2 separate regions of the Macaca mulatta genome follow, and region 1 is linked to region 2. Evidence: chromatin contacts called from public Hi-C data. All regions are on one chromosome and are shown on one strand. Each heading gives the region's core, a stretch centred on a gene start, on an enhancer-like site or on the middle of the called end of the contact. The rest is flanking DNA. Distances are from core to core; before and after follow the strand shown.

Region 1 (5,700 bases), core at 910-3,409, 350 kb after region 2:
ATAAAGCTCTTACACCTTTTGTTGATAGATGCATCCTGACCTCCTATCACAGGGTGTGGCTAAAATAGGGACTTCAAATAGGTATTCAAAACCTGAATACCTATTTCTGAATACCTGAAATATGTACATTTAGAAGGGTGCTTTCCTGTGTCCCTACATAATGTTGCAGGTTGTAAACACAAATGCTACAGGGCTCAGATGGGTACTAAAGATAAAGAAAAACTAGATATTACTTGAACTGATGTAAAGGAGGCAGATGCTTTTCAGCTTGAACCATTGTTGCCAGGCTACAACACAGATCTAATGTAGTCAGATCTTCCCATTAATTCATGGGATGCCACAGATCCTTTTTTTTTTTTTTTTTTTTTTTTAAATTCTTTCAATTTTAGCCATTAGCAACCAATTTGAAAAAAAAAGTAGTGCCGGGCGCGGTGGCTCACGCCTGTAATCCCAGCACTTTGGGAGGCCGAGGCGGGCGGATCACAAGGTCAGGAGATCGAGACCATGGTGAAACCCCGTCTCTACTAAAAATACAAAAAATGAGCCGGGCGTGGTGGCGGGCGCCTGTAGTTCCAGCTACTCGGGAGGCTGAGGCAGGAGAATGGCGTGAACCCAGGAGGCAGAGCTTGCAGTGAGCCAGGATCGTGCCACTGCACTCCAGCTTGGGCGACAGAGCGAGACTCCGTCTCAAAAAAAAAGAAAAAGAAAAAAAAAGTAGCATGTGAATCACCAGTTGCAAGCTCTGTTCATACAAATAAGACAATTTGAGATTAATTAAAAGGAGAAACTGGGAAAAGATATTGAGAAGACTGTACAGTAGTGTTTGTAACGGTGAAAAATGGGAATCAACCTAAACATCCATCACTATTGGAATTCCCAAATAATTTGTGGCAAATCTATTTCATAAAGTCTAGCTATATTTATCAATGTGGACAGCTCTCAAAAACATATAATTTGGTGAAATAATCAAGTTGCAGATCAATACACAAAATATAATAGCATTCATATAAAACTTAAAATACCCCAAACCATTCTACATATTGTTTATAATACATAGTAATAGTTTAAGTATAGAAACCTAGATTGGCAAGATACATATCAAATTCATGATCCTGGTTGCCTCCCTGAGGGTGGCAGTAGAGTGGAACTGAGAATAGGGGACATCTGCTTTATCTGTAATGCTCTGTTTCTTTCATTCATAAATCTGTTCGTTCTGGATAGTGGGTGCGTTAAGTGTTTACTCTGTGCTTTTCTTTTAAAAACATTTCAGAATTTTTTTTTTTTTTTAAATGGCGGGTGGTGGAAGAACATCCTATCCTAGAAGCCAGGAGACTGGGGTTGTCTTTGCTCCGCCTTTTCTGGCATGGATACAATCTCTAGATATGGTTTCCCCATTAGCTAATGCGGCGGTGGTATGTGGTGTTCCTCCAGAGTCCCTTCAATCTAAGGACCTGTGAATCTAAAACCTTCCCACCTCCCACTCCCACACCGGAAAGGCTACCCAGACCAGGCAATGAAACGTGCATTTCTTCCCTCATTTAAGATAGATCTCTTTCTCTCAGCCTGCAAGTCGTTCTCCAGAAGCTTTAAGTATAGTGGAAGTAGAACTGTCGTTGGCGACAGAGAGACACCTGCAACAATTAGCCTTTCTGAGCCTCAAATTCCCCATTTGTAAAACGGAGATTATAACTCGTACCCATAAAACTGTAGAGAGGTTTAGATATAACGTTATGTGTAGGGCCCGAACAGAATAGCTATTAATAGTGGTAACAGACTCTCGTTTACGGGCTCAGCATCATGGTCGCTGAACAGAATCACCCTCTTCACACCGCCTTCCAGCCAAAGTTAGTTTAGCCGCGAGAAGTCCGGGCAACCAATCCGAAACAACCAAGGAACAGTTGCACTGCGACACTCTGGTTCCGCCTTCGGGCGTGCTCGAACAGCATTCTGGGAATTGTAGTTCTTAGGGATCTGACACTCACCAAAGCGCTGAGTAGCTTCCGGGAAAGGTACTGCATTGCCCGTTTCTACTTCCACTGCACCTGCTTATTGCGTCTTGCTCCTGGGTCACAGAGCCTAAAGCGACACGCCCAACCGTGGGTCTTCCTTTCCACGCCCGCTGGAGTTACAGCTAAAGGCAGGACACGCGAAACAATGAAATGCCGAGGGCGGAGACAAGAGTGACACTGGGGGAGCAGGAAAAGGCGGGGCTTCCGCTTGGGGCATGGAGGCCGTGCCTCACGTCACTTCCGTAAACAAAGGCAGCTGCCGAGGCGCGGGTCCCGGGATGTGACCGGGGCTGTGTTTGTGGCTGCGGCGGTGGCTTCTGAGGCTGTCGGGTCTTTGCGGGTTGCGGAAGGGGGCCCCAATACCCTTCTTCAGGTATGTAGTGGAAGCAGAGGAACCTCCGCAACCTGCCCCTTTAGGCCTTTCCCACCACTCTGGTCACTGCTGGGTACTGGGCGGTGAAGGGTCATCGCTTCGGCAGATTGGGGAAGGGGAGTGAGGTGATGTCAAGAGGGACCTCCAGGGATACTGCTTGGAGGCAAGACTTGGCAATTAAAACCACTGTGTGAATAACTATGAGCAGTTTACTTATGCGTTCTCTAAAACATTCGTTGCTGTTTGATATACAAGAAGGGTTTCAGTGCTCTTGTGACAGATGTGACTTTCCAAAAACGAGGAAATCGCGAGTGCTGGCTCCCAGAATATTGTGGTTTAGACCACCATTGGTTTATTTGCATTGCTTTACTTCCTAGATTTTTTTTTCTCTTGTACCACCAAATGCGTATTAGCATCGTGAAATTTCAGGCCAGCGTGTTTATGCGTATCATAAATTTTTACAGATTCTTGCCTCTTCAGAGAACTAATATCCCATCGTCTCTATTCAGTCATCTTTCAGACTTTCATTTGTGTTGCATGTTGAAACAACACCAGAATTACTATTGTTACCAAAATTATTCTTAAAAGAAAAATTGTTAGCCAAGGTTTAAGTGGATTGATACCCAATGGTATCTGGGATTAGAGACTGGGCACTGGAGCCTTTCCCAGAAAGCCTCTTCTTTGGAAGTATTGTAGCTCCAGTTGTGATTGTCTAGCGTCAGCCAATTTAAGCTGAGTGGTTTAAATTCCAGTGCCAGTGGCACTAAGTCCAGGCAAAAGAAAAAAAAATTTCATTGAATTTCTCAAATAATTATTTTAAGCGACAGCAATGGGTTCGAATCTTTTCGAATGGTCATGGCATGCTTAAACACAACATGCAAAAAACGGCCTAATGTTTCTAGAAGGCAATTTACAACCTGATGAGGTAGATAGCCATATAAATTCTTTATCTTACGTTACATGAAATAATGACGTTAAGAAAAATTTAACACTATGCGCAAATAAAATATGGAAAGGTTTTCTTGTTTTTTTATTGTTTTGTTTTGAGACGGAGTCTCGCTCTGTCGCAGTGGCGTGATCTCGGCTCACTGCAAGCTCCGCCCGCCGGGTTCACGCCATTCTCCTGCCTTAGCCTCCTGAGTGGCTGGGACTACAGGCCTCAGCCACCACGCCGGGCTAATTTTTTTGTGTTTTTAGTGGAGACGGGGTTTCACCGTGTTAGCCAGGATGGTCTCGATCTCTTGACCTTGTCATTCACCCGCCTTGGCCTCCCAAAGTGTTGGGATTACAGGCAGGAGCCACCGCGCCCGGCCGGAAGGGTATTTTTAAATAGATAGATGTTAGAAAATAGAGCGGATTAATACATAAAGTAAGGGGATTGTGTAGGGATAACTAGGAGGCCTTACACATATTCCCCATGGAAGGGCCCTCTTTAACTTCACATTGTTAACTTTTTTTGATACGGGTAAAACCAAATATATATCATAAAATTCATGTTTGTTTGGAAATGGTTAGAGAAAGTATATTCAAAATAGGCAACAAACAAGTTTGATTTTCTAGAACTTGCCTTGATCACCATGCTAGAATCATTATTAGCCCTAGCTAGAAACTGATTTCTGTTTAGTAGTTTGAAGTAAGGCTTCTATTTGATTTTTTAAATGCTGATTAAAATCCCCCTGACAATTATACATCTGTTTGAATCTAGTTGGTTCTTCTTGAGCATACATTTTGGAAGAGAGACCTAAAGGCCACCTGAAGCTTGAATCAGGCTGGGAATATTATGTGGATCATTTGTTTATTGTTTATATATTGTTCCCCTTGTAAAATGTAGGCTTCTTGAGGGCAAACATCTTGTTTTGTTCAGTGCCGTCTCCCCAGTGCCCACAATAGTGTCTGGCTTGTGGAAGAGAATCAGTAAATATTTGTAGGATGAGGGAATAAAGAAAATGGTAAAAAAACAAAACAACAACAACAAAACTGTCTACCAGACAATTTTGCTAGGGGCTTATGGGTACATAGTAGAGTAGATTAAACTTAAGAGACCCATTTTCTAACTTTCTCTTATGCCCTCTGGAATTCTTGATCCTCCTTTGACCTGTGAAATGGGTCTTTGAATTTCTTTCATGTTTGCATATTATAGCATACATATATAATGGTATTATTTCCTTATTTAGGTCTTAAGAAGCTGGCCGTGGTGCAATAAGGAACTTAAAACAATGGAAGAGCGGAAAGTGAAGAGGAGGAGTCCTAAGTCTTTTAGTGCCCACTGTACTCAGGTTGTCAATGCCAAAAAAAATGCCATTCCAGTGAGTAAAAGCACAGGGTTTTCAAATCCTGCATCACAGTCAACTTCACAGCGACCAAAGTTAAAAAGGTGAATTCTTTTATTTTACATGTTCACAGTAAAATGCCATTGAAGTAAGTCCTGATGCAACTTCTTCTTAAAACACTTTTTTAGTCTTGAGGGGCTGTGACTGCAGGTGTGTGCCACCACACCCAGCTTGCAGTTTTTATTTCTAAAAAATAATGATGTCATTGTTTTTGTATAAATAATTTGTGTTTTTTATAAAAATTCAAACACAGGAAGAATTCAAAGAAGAAATTCAAAATGCGAAAATTCTACCACCTAGAAAGTCATTATTAATATTTGGTGAACATCATTTGCATTCAGGATATTTAAAGGAAACAAGTGACAAGTTTAACTATGTTATATGTTACTATTACATGTATGTGAGTATTTTACAGTATTAGATATTTGGAAGGGAAGATTATAGCTTTAGAGAAAAAAAGTGTTGTGTAATGTCAATCTTCTTTCTAATTATTAAATAAATTTACACTCACATCCAGTCTCACCCTGGCAAGTTAGCTAAGGAAATGCCTGTTGCATTCTGTAGCCACTGGGTTTACACGTAATAAGAGATGAGATTACTGCCTTGATGAAGATCTCTCTTTATGGAAACAAAAGGGACATAGCCAAAGACAAGAGAACATTTGAAAGAAGTATTCCAATGAGTACCAAATGATAAACAGGAGTTTTGAGTTTTGAGGATTTCCTTCAAATAAATTATCAGAATGGGGTTTTTGTCGTGGAGGAGTTTAATTAGGGTCAGATTTTGAATAACTTTACAGTTGGTGGAAAAAGAAAACCAAGAGATTTTAAAAGTAATCAGTCCTTTTGCTATATTTTTAAAAGCAGTTTGTTTGTATCATTGTCATATTTACTGGTAGTTTTATTTCCATACGCTCTTGTAGATGTCGGCTTCTGAGAGCCGGGACTATCTGGATCGTCATTGTGTGCCTGACAGTACTTACAGTGCG
Region 2 (6,392 bases), core at 2,676-5,175:
AGGGCGCCTAGCAGGCTTCCTAGAGTGCTGCATTGCTCATCTCCCCCCGTGTCACCTGGGAGAGTTATGTTCTTGGCCCTAACTCTCCTCACTCAGAGAACCGCCACACTGCGGGGAGGGCTCTCTGCCCTCTGCACTGGCTGTCCCATCCACGGGGCCGGGGGCCTGGGGCTGCAGAGAGGCGGCAGGCCCCTCCCCACAGAGCAGGCTGCCCTCGTCCATCTCCTCCCTCGCTAGTCCGTCCAGGGAACATCCCTCCGCAACGCCCAGAGCCCCGTGGGCCACGCTGTCCACAGGCTCCACGGCCTCCCCTTCTCCCTCCGAGATGACAGTCATGGGGCTGCTCTGGATCCGGTTCCGCATGCTGTACCTGCTGCTGGCGGCACAAGGCGGTGTTCGGCTGCGGCCGTACCTGGGGCCGGAAAAGGACAGACTCCGAGGCATCAAGCCTTCATTCTTGGCCCACTCCTCCTGCGCCCTTCTGTTTTTGCTTGGGGAACAGCTTGACGGGCTCTCGGGGGCATCTGGTGAAGGTTCTGACCTTGACCTCTGGAATCTAGGGTCTGTGTTCTTGAGCATCTCTGCTGCAGACATGCGGGCGCTGGTGTCTGAACGACTGCCCTTTTTTAGCAGCAGAGCTTTGAAATTGTCACTGCTGGTGCTGCTCTTTCGGATGCTTCTCTGAATCGATCCCACTTGCTTTGGAGAGGCCAGGCTCGGGGCAGCGCCGGTGGGTGTCACGGGTGGGGAGGGAGAATGGTTTCGGGAGTGGTCATCATCTGAATCTCTACGGCCGAGGACTTTCCTTTTGGATCTGAGATTTAATAACATTAAGAAAAGGTTAATTCCCATGGGACCACAGACTGTGGTCACAGCCACAACCACTCTGCTTCTCTTATCGCATCTTCAGGTCACCATCTACTTCAGATTCACTTTCAAAAAATTTATTTTTCACTGGGCACAGTGGCTCACACCTGTAATCCCAGCATTTTGGGAGGCCAAGGTGGGAGGATCACTTGAGCTTTGGAGTTCAAGACCAGCCTGGGTAACACAGTAAGATCTTATCTCTATTCAAAAAAAAAAAAAGAAAAAGAAAAAGAAAAATTAATAAATGCATAATTATTTATTTATTTAAGACAGAGTCCTGCTCTGTTGCCCAGGCTGGAGTGCAATAGCATAATCTCAGCTCACTGCAACCTCCGCCTCCCAGGTTCAAGCGATTCTCCTGCCTCAGCCTCCCGAGTAGTTGGGATTACAGGTGCCCGCCACCATGCCCAGTTAATTTTTGTATTTTTAGTAGAGATGGGATTTTGCCATGATGGCCAGGCTAGTCTCGAACTCCCGACCTCAGGTGATCCACCTGCCTCGGCCTCCCAAAGTGCTGGGATTACAGGCGTGAGCCACTGTGCCCCGCAAATAATTTATTTTTAACTTTGAAAATTTCAAACACCCACACAAAAAAGAACAGCTCATTGCAAGACCACATGAGCCCATAACACACTTATGATAATCATGAATTACGGTCACCCTTCTTTTGTCTCCACCCTCCCTATTTGAAACAAATCTTAGACACTGTATTAACTTACTTTGGATAGGACTAAAAGTTTTAATAATGGTCAGTTTTCCTTGATCTCTCCTAGATGGGCTGATCCAGAGTGAATTTCACATGCTGACCCTCCTTTCTTTCTACGCTTCCTTTTCTTGTTCCGTGCCAGAATATCCCCTGTACTAAGATGTACCCCACTCCAGGTCCTAGAACAACTCCTCAGCTTCACATTCTCAGTTATTTTAGAAGTTGCCATCAGACCAGTCTTCCTCAGCTCTTTCAGGACCATGTGCCAACTTCTAAAATCCAGCCTTCCAGAAAACAAAGGTGAACCCTCTGTGCCAGACCCTGCTTCATGATTGACTCAGCAAAGCTTGCACTGATCAAGAAAATGTGAGGGGTGGGGTGGGGTGGGGTGGGGAAGACGAACGGGCAATCAAAGAAAGTTGAAGGTTTCCTGTCGATATTTCTTGTCCTGAGTCTCTAAGAACCTCACTGTTCAATGTGCTTTCCATTGACAGTGGCAAAGAGATGATAAAGCCAATGAACCAAGTGACCCCTTGCTGGTCTCTTCATGACAACAACTCAGTGTGTGTTTCTTAGCTAAGTGCAGGACAACTTGCTTTAAGGAAACTCGACACAGTTAACAGAATAAAGACGTGGGTATATCTCTTTTCCTGCTATAAAACTGTAGAACATGCAGCAGGGAAAGGTTGAGAGTATGATTCTATACATACAGATTAAGAGTTGAAACCAGACTCTTCCCACCTCTCGCTGTGTGACCTGGGACAAATTACCCATGTGTGCTGTGCCTCCTCACTTATAAGACACCAACCTCACAGGTTTGTGAAGATTAAGTGAAATAAGGAAGCTACATGGCTCCCACTGCTAAAGCTTCCTTGTTCCGTCGCCTTGGACAAGTTAACATTTCTGACTGTGTATTTTTCCTATCACAAAAAGGGGAATAACAGTATATAAGTCACAGTTTGTCAGTACACGTGAATGCAGTAATAGCCATAATTGGTCAGGCATAGAGCAGGTGCTTAACAAACCTTTGAATGTCACATAGAAAATGGATTTAGTTTTTACGTGGCTTACACAGCAAGACTGAGGGCAAGATGGGCCCATGCTGGCTGCCCTGGGCTTGGTGTTCCTGGGGTCATGTCCATTCTTCTGGTCAAAAAGATGCCACTAAAGCAGAAGTTGGGAAATGGTAAGGACCCAATACAGAGTCTGAAGGGTGGCCAGAGTGGACAGGGCACCAGACTCTTTGGGACCTCAGAACACGACCTATGGTACAGGTTTCATGGTCCCGCTCAGTAGTCAACAAGAGCAGTGTCCTGATAAGAGTTAGGACCGGCTGACAAAACTACAGACATCCTAACATCTCAAAATTGTAGAGCGAGAAAAGACGTTAGAAATGGTCTGGTCCAACTACTTTGGGTTTCAGAAAAGGTAACTGAGAAAAAGTAACTTGTTAGTATGACAGCTAGGACTTGAGCTTACAGCACATGGCCTCACCACTTACATGGTCTACTCCCCAAAGCAGCTCTGCTCATTTCATTCTTTTAGGTATTGGCTGGTGACTTAATTTTTAATTTAGTTTTTAAATGGTGAGGGTATGCTGAGATCCATTAAACAAGTCACAACTAAACTTGATTAAAACTATGACCTTTAATTGTAGACACAGAATTAAGAAAGAAGATGGGGTGACCAGCCTGAGCAACATGGTGAAACCATGTCTCTACTACAAATACAAAAATTAGCCGGGCATGGTGGCACACGCCTATAATCCCAGCTACTCGGGATGCTGAGGCAGGAGAATCATTCAAATCTGGGAGGCAGAGGTTGCAGTAAGCCAAGATCGTGCCACTGCACTCCAGCCTGAGTGACAGAGTGAATTGGACTCTGTATCAAAAAAGAAAAAAAAAAAAAAAGGAAGAACGATGGGATTTTATGAAAGCACTGTCATCTCTCAAGAGCAGGTGCCCACTAAAATAATTAAATCTAAACGTACAAATTCTTTGCCTATACATACACACAGACACACACACAAATATGTACTTTTAAGGAAGACGGCTATAAAAAGTGCTTAAACAGTTAACACTGATTTAAAAACTAATTACTTCAATAAATATAAAAACTTCACACCTCAACTGGTGTTCTACATTTTCCATCTGGCTTTAAATCTGAAGTGAATTAATTTGCATTATAAAATTTGGAAGCTGTGTTCCAACTCAGATACTCTTTATTTTAAATTATGAGCTTAAGCGCTGAAAGACATAAAAATAAAGCCTAAAAAAGCACATACAGTAGATGGATTTTTACTATGTCTGCTAATTTATTCTCAACGCTACAACAGAAATTAGCATGTGTCCTCGCTCTCTCTCTGCAATCCATTCCTAAGGCCTACTTGGCTTTTACTTCTCTCATACGTGCACTGAATAATACGAACTGACCGATTTCTACATCTGCAGTCGATGTAACGCCCTAGTAAGAGAAACCACACATTTTTCAGTGCCTTAAGAAGGTTGCCAAAATATAGAAGAGGCTTTTGGCATATTTTTGGGAAAAAAATATGCAATAATTTGGACCTACAACAGTTGGGTTTCCTCACTGGAACCAAGTATTTAGTACACAGAATGACCAGGAAATGCAATCTTCTCTGTGGATGGCTATTATAAATAGATAGATATGCCTGTATATTTAGCAACCCAGTGCATTCCATACTAAATGAAATACTTTGAGTCTCGGAAGAATCTTCTAGTGGTTAAATACCAGTTGGTTTCATTTAATTCAGGAAATATTTATTGAGTGCTTCTTATGTGTCCAGCGTGGTTAAGAGTTAGAAACATCTGTGGGAACTTCTAGAATTGCCACTAAAGTTTCAAAGGATGCATCATTTATCATTTCTCTGTTTTGAGAAATAATTGGATAACTAGCTACCTTTTTACTTCTAATGAGATTAAAGAAACCAGTCCATGTTAAAGCGGGTAGTCTTTAGGATCTATTATACCAACACTAGAGGAGCGATGTAAAGAGCATGATTCTTGAGGAGCACATGAATTCACCTACTTCGTTCCCCCTGCACCAAGTTAGATGTTTATGTGTTACATGAAGAGCTTCAGGTAGGCACAGCACTATGTTTTTCATCTTATGCAATAGCCTTTTCAGGGAGAGTCCAAGAATTGGGAAAGCAGTGCTGACATAAGATCATTCACACACAGAATCAAATGATTCTATAGGATGCTTTGTTTCAGGAGGTTTAAAAAAAAAAAAAAAGGATCTTCATTCAGGGCAAAATAAGGCCTTAGCAGCATAAGGACATTCATTAGAGTTACCTGGAAATACCGTGGTAAAGAAGTCTAGAAGGAAGCAAAAGGTTTATACAGCATTACAGCTTAACGTAGTTGCACATATACAGTCATCAGTTTTTACAATGACACTGTTGTGGGAGTACTCAGCTGTTTACAATCAGAAAAATGATGCAATAAGTAAAACTTTAGTGCTAAATCATATTTACCCTTAAAGGTGACCACATATAAGAAGTACAAACAGTTCAGGCCATTACTTTGAAAATTTTACCCTTTGTTTGTTTGTTTGTTTTGAACCCCAACGATTTCTGATGCCAGTAGATGGCACTAGTGGTATACAGTAACCAGCACAAATCATTCTTTTGCTCCCGCTTAAAGGGACGTACCCTTTTATAGAAACATTTAAGCAGCCAAAGAAATTGCACTGTATGATTGTGGTTTTTCTGTAAAACGAAAAAAAATTAGAATAAACTAAAAGATCTTTAGGAAGAGAGTCCCATGGAGCTAGTCTGTGCATCCTAAGTCCACAGAACACAGCATTCCTCCTCCTGACTGCACTGTCAGCCGCTTTAATCCGACTCTCGCTAATATCCTCTGTCTTATGACTGCCACACTACACCCCTTGCCAGGAAGAGCAGCGCATACCAGAAGGTATCACATTGCGCCTCTGTCCCCAATGTCATAAAAATCAGTGAAACAAAGTAAAACAGAAATTGGAGTCAGAGGAAATAAAACTATAAAAATCAACAGTAAAGTTAAGGAGTCATGATTGGGTGACAGAAGAAACCTTGGGGAAGAAAAGTAAATTGAGGTGCTGCTTGGAAAGAAGGAATTACACAGTAGATTAAAGTCAAAAGAAGGAGTTTGAAATACCTGTGAATAGCTGCAAAAAGGTCTTCTGTGGTCCTGGGTCGACTAGGGGTCATCACCTCATCACTCCCGTCTTCCTTGAGGAAGTCACAGGCCTCTGAGGATGAACTGGCTGCGGTGGTCTCCGGCACCCCAGCTACGGAAAAGCAGGCAGGCCCACAAGATGCACAAGTGACTAGAATTTCAGTCCTCAGCCAAGCTTCTAAATATGCTGCTTCCCTGCCATTCCTGACAATGTGAGAACCGCAGGGAGATGCCATAGGTCTGTAGTTTGATAGTTCACAAAGAAGGGAGGAAATGACACTAGCGTGAGAGCCAGAGCTCATTCTTTGTTAAAGTATAGAACGCCCACGGCATCTCTCTTAAATTTTGTTGCAACATTTCTTTGTGGCTCTTTGGAAGGGAGGTGTTACCCATTGCTATTTAATATCCAGCCTGCTGCAGATCATCTCCATCCCCCTATTTTCTGCCATGCCTTTAGGTCTAGATTTTAAAAATAATAACAAAATGCAAAGCTGGTAACTTAATCTGTGTTTTTGCACAGGAAGTCTACATACTGTTAGCTTTAACACCAATCTGATCTACCTGGGTTCTTTCCACGTGTAAGCATTCAACAGCCCTATCTGGTTCAGCTGCATATGGGCAGAGGGCACAGGAGAGAG

Evidence for each region. A called contact is a pair of places that touch in the nucleus more often than the background predicts.
Region 1: a Hi-C map of fetal cortex germinal zone shows a contact between it and region 2, with 3 times the contacts expected there. The contact joins the promoter of CCDC28A here to the enhancer-like site in region 2. A contact is called at or near these places in 5 of 14 Hi-C or Micro-C datasets (cortical neurons, fetal cortex germinal zone, fetal cortical plate and 2 more).

Annotation. Positions count from the first base shown.
Region 1 is chr4:43,871,721-43,877,420 of T2T-MMU8v2.0, forward strand. It overlaps CCDC28A (coiled-coil domain containing 28A), which reads left to right and starts at 2,160. Exons shown (of 7, transcript XM_002808399.4): 1 at 2,160-2,239; 2 at 2,241-2,382; 3 at 4,557-4,756. The coding sequence starts at 2,160.
Region 2 is chr4:43,521,331-43,527,722 of T2T-MMU8v2.0, forward strand. NHSL1 (NHS like 1) reads right to left here. Exons shown (of 7, transcript XM_077999468.1): 6 at 5,734-5,866; 7 at 1-814. The coding sequence ends at 79. Among named protein-coding and RNA genes, the nearest start is that of MIR3145, 8.2 kb to the right of the region's middle. Within about 2 kb of position 3,926, at least 7 of the 40 cell types and tissues checked have an H3K27ac peak or open chromatin away from gene starts, as enhancers often do. A contact at or near this core is called in fetal cortex germinal zone and fetal cortical plate, where this site is marked.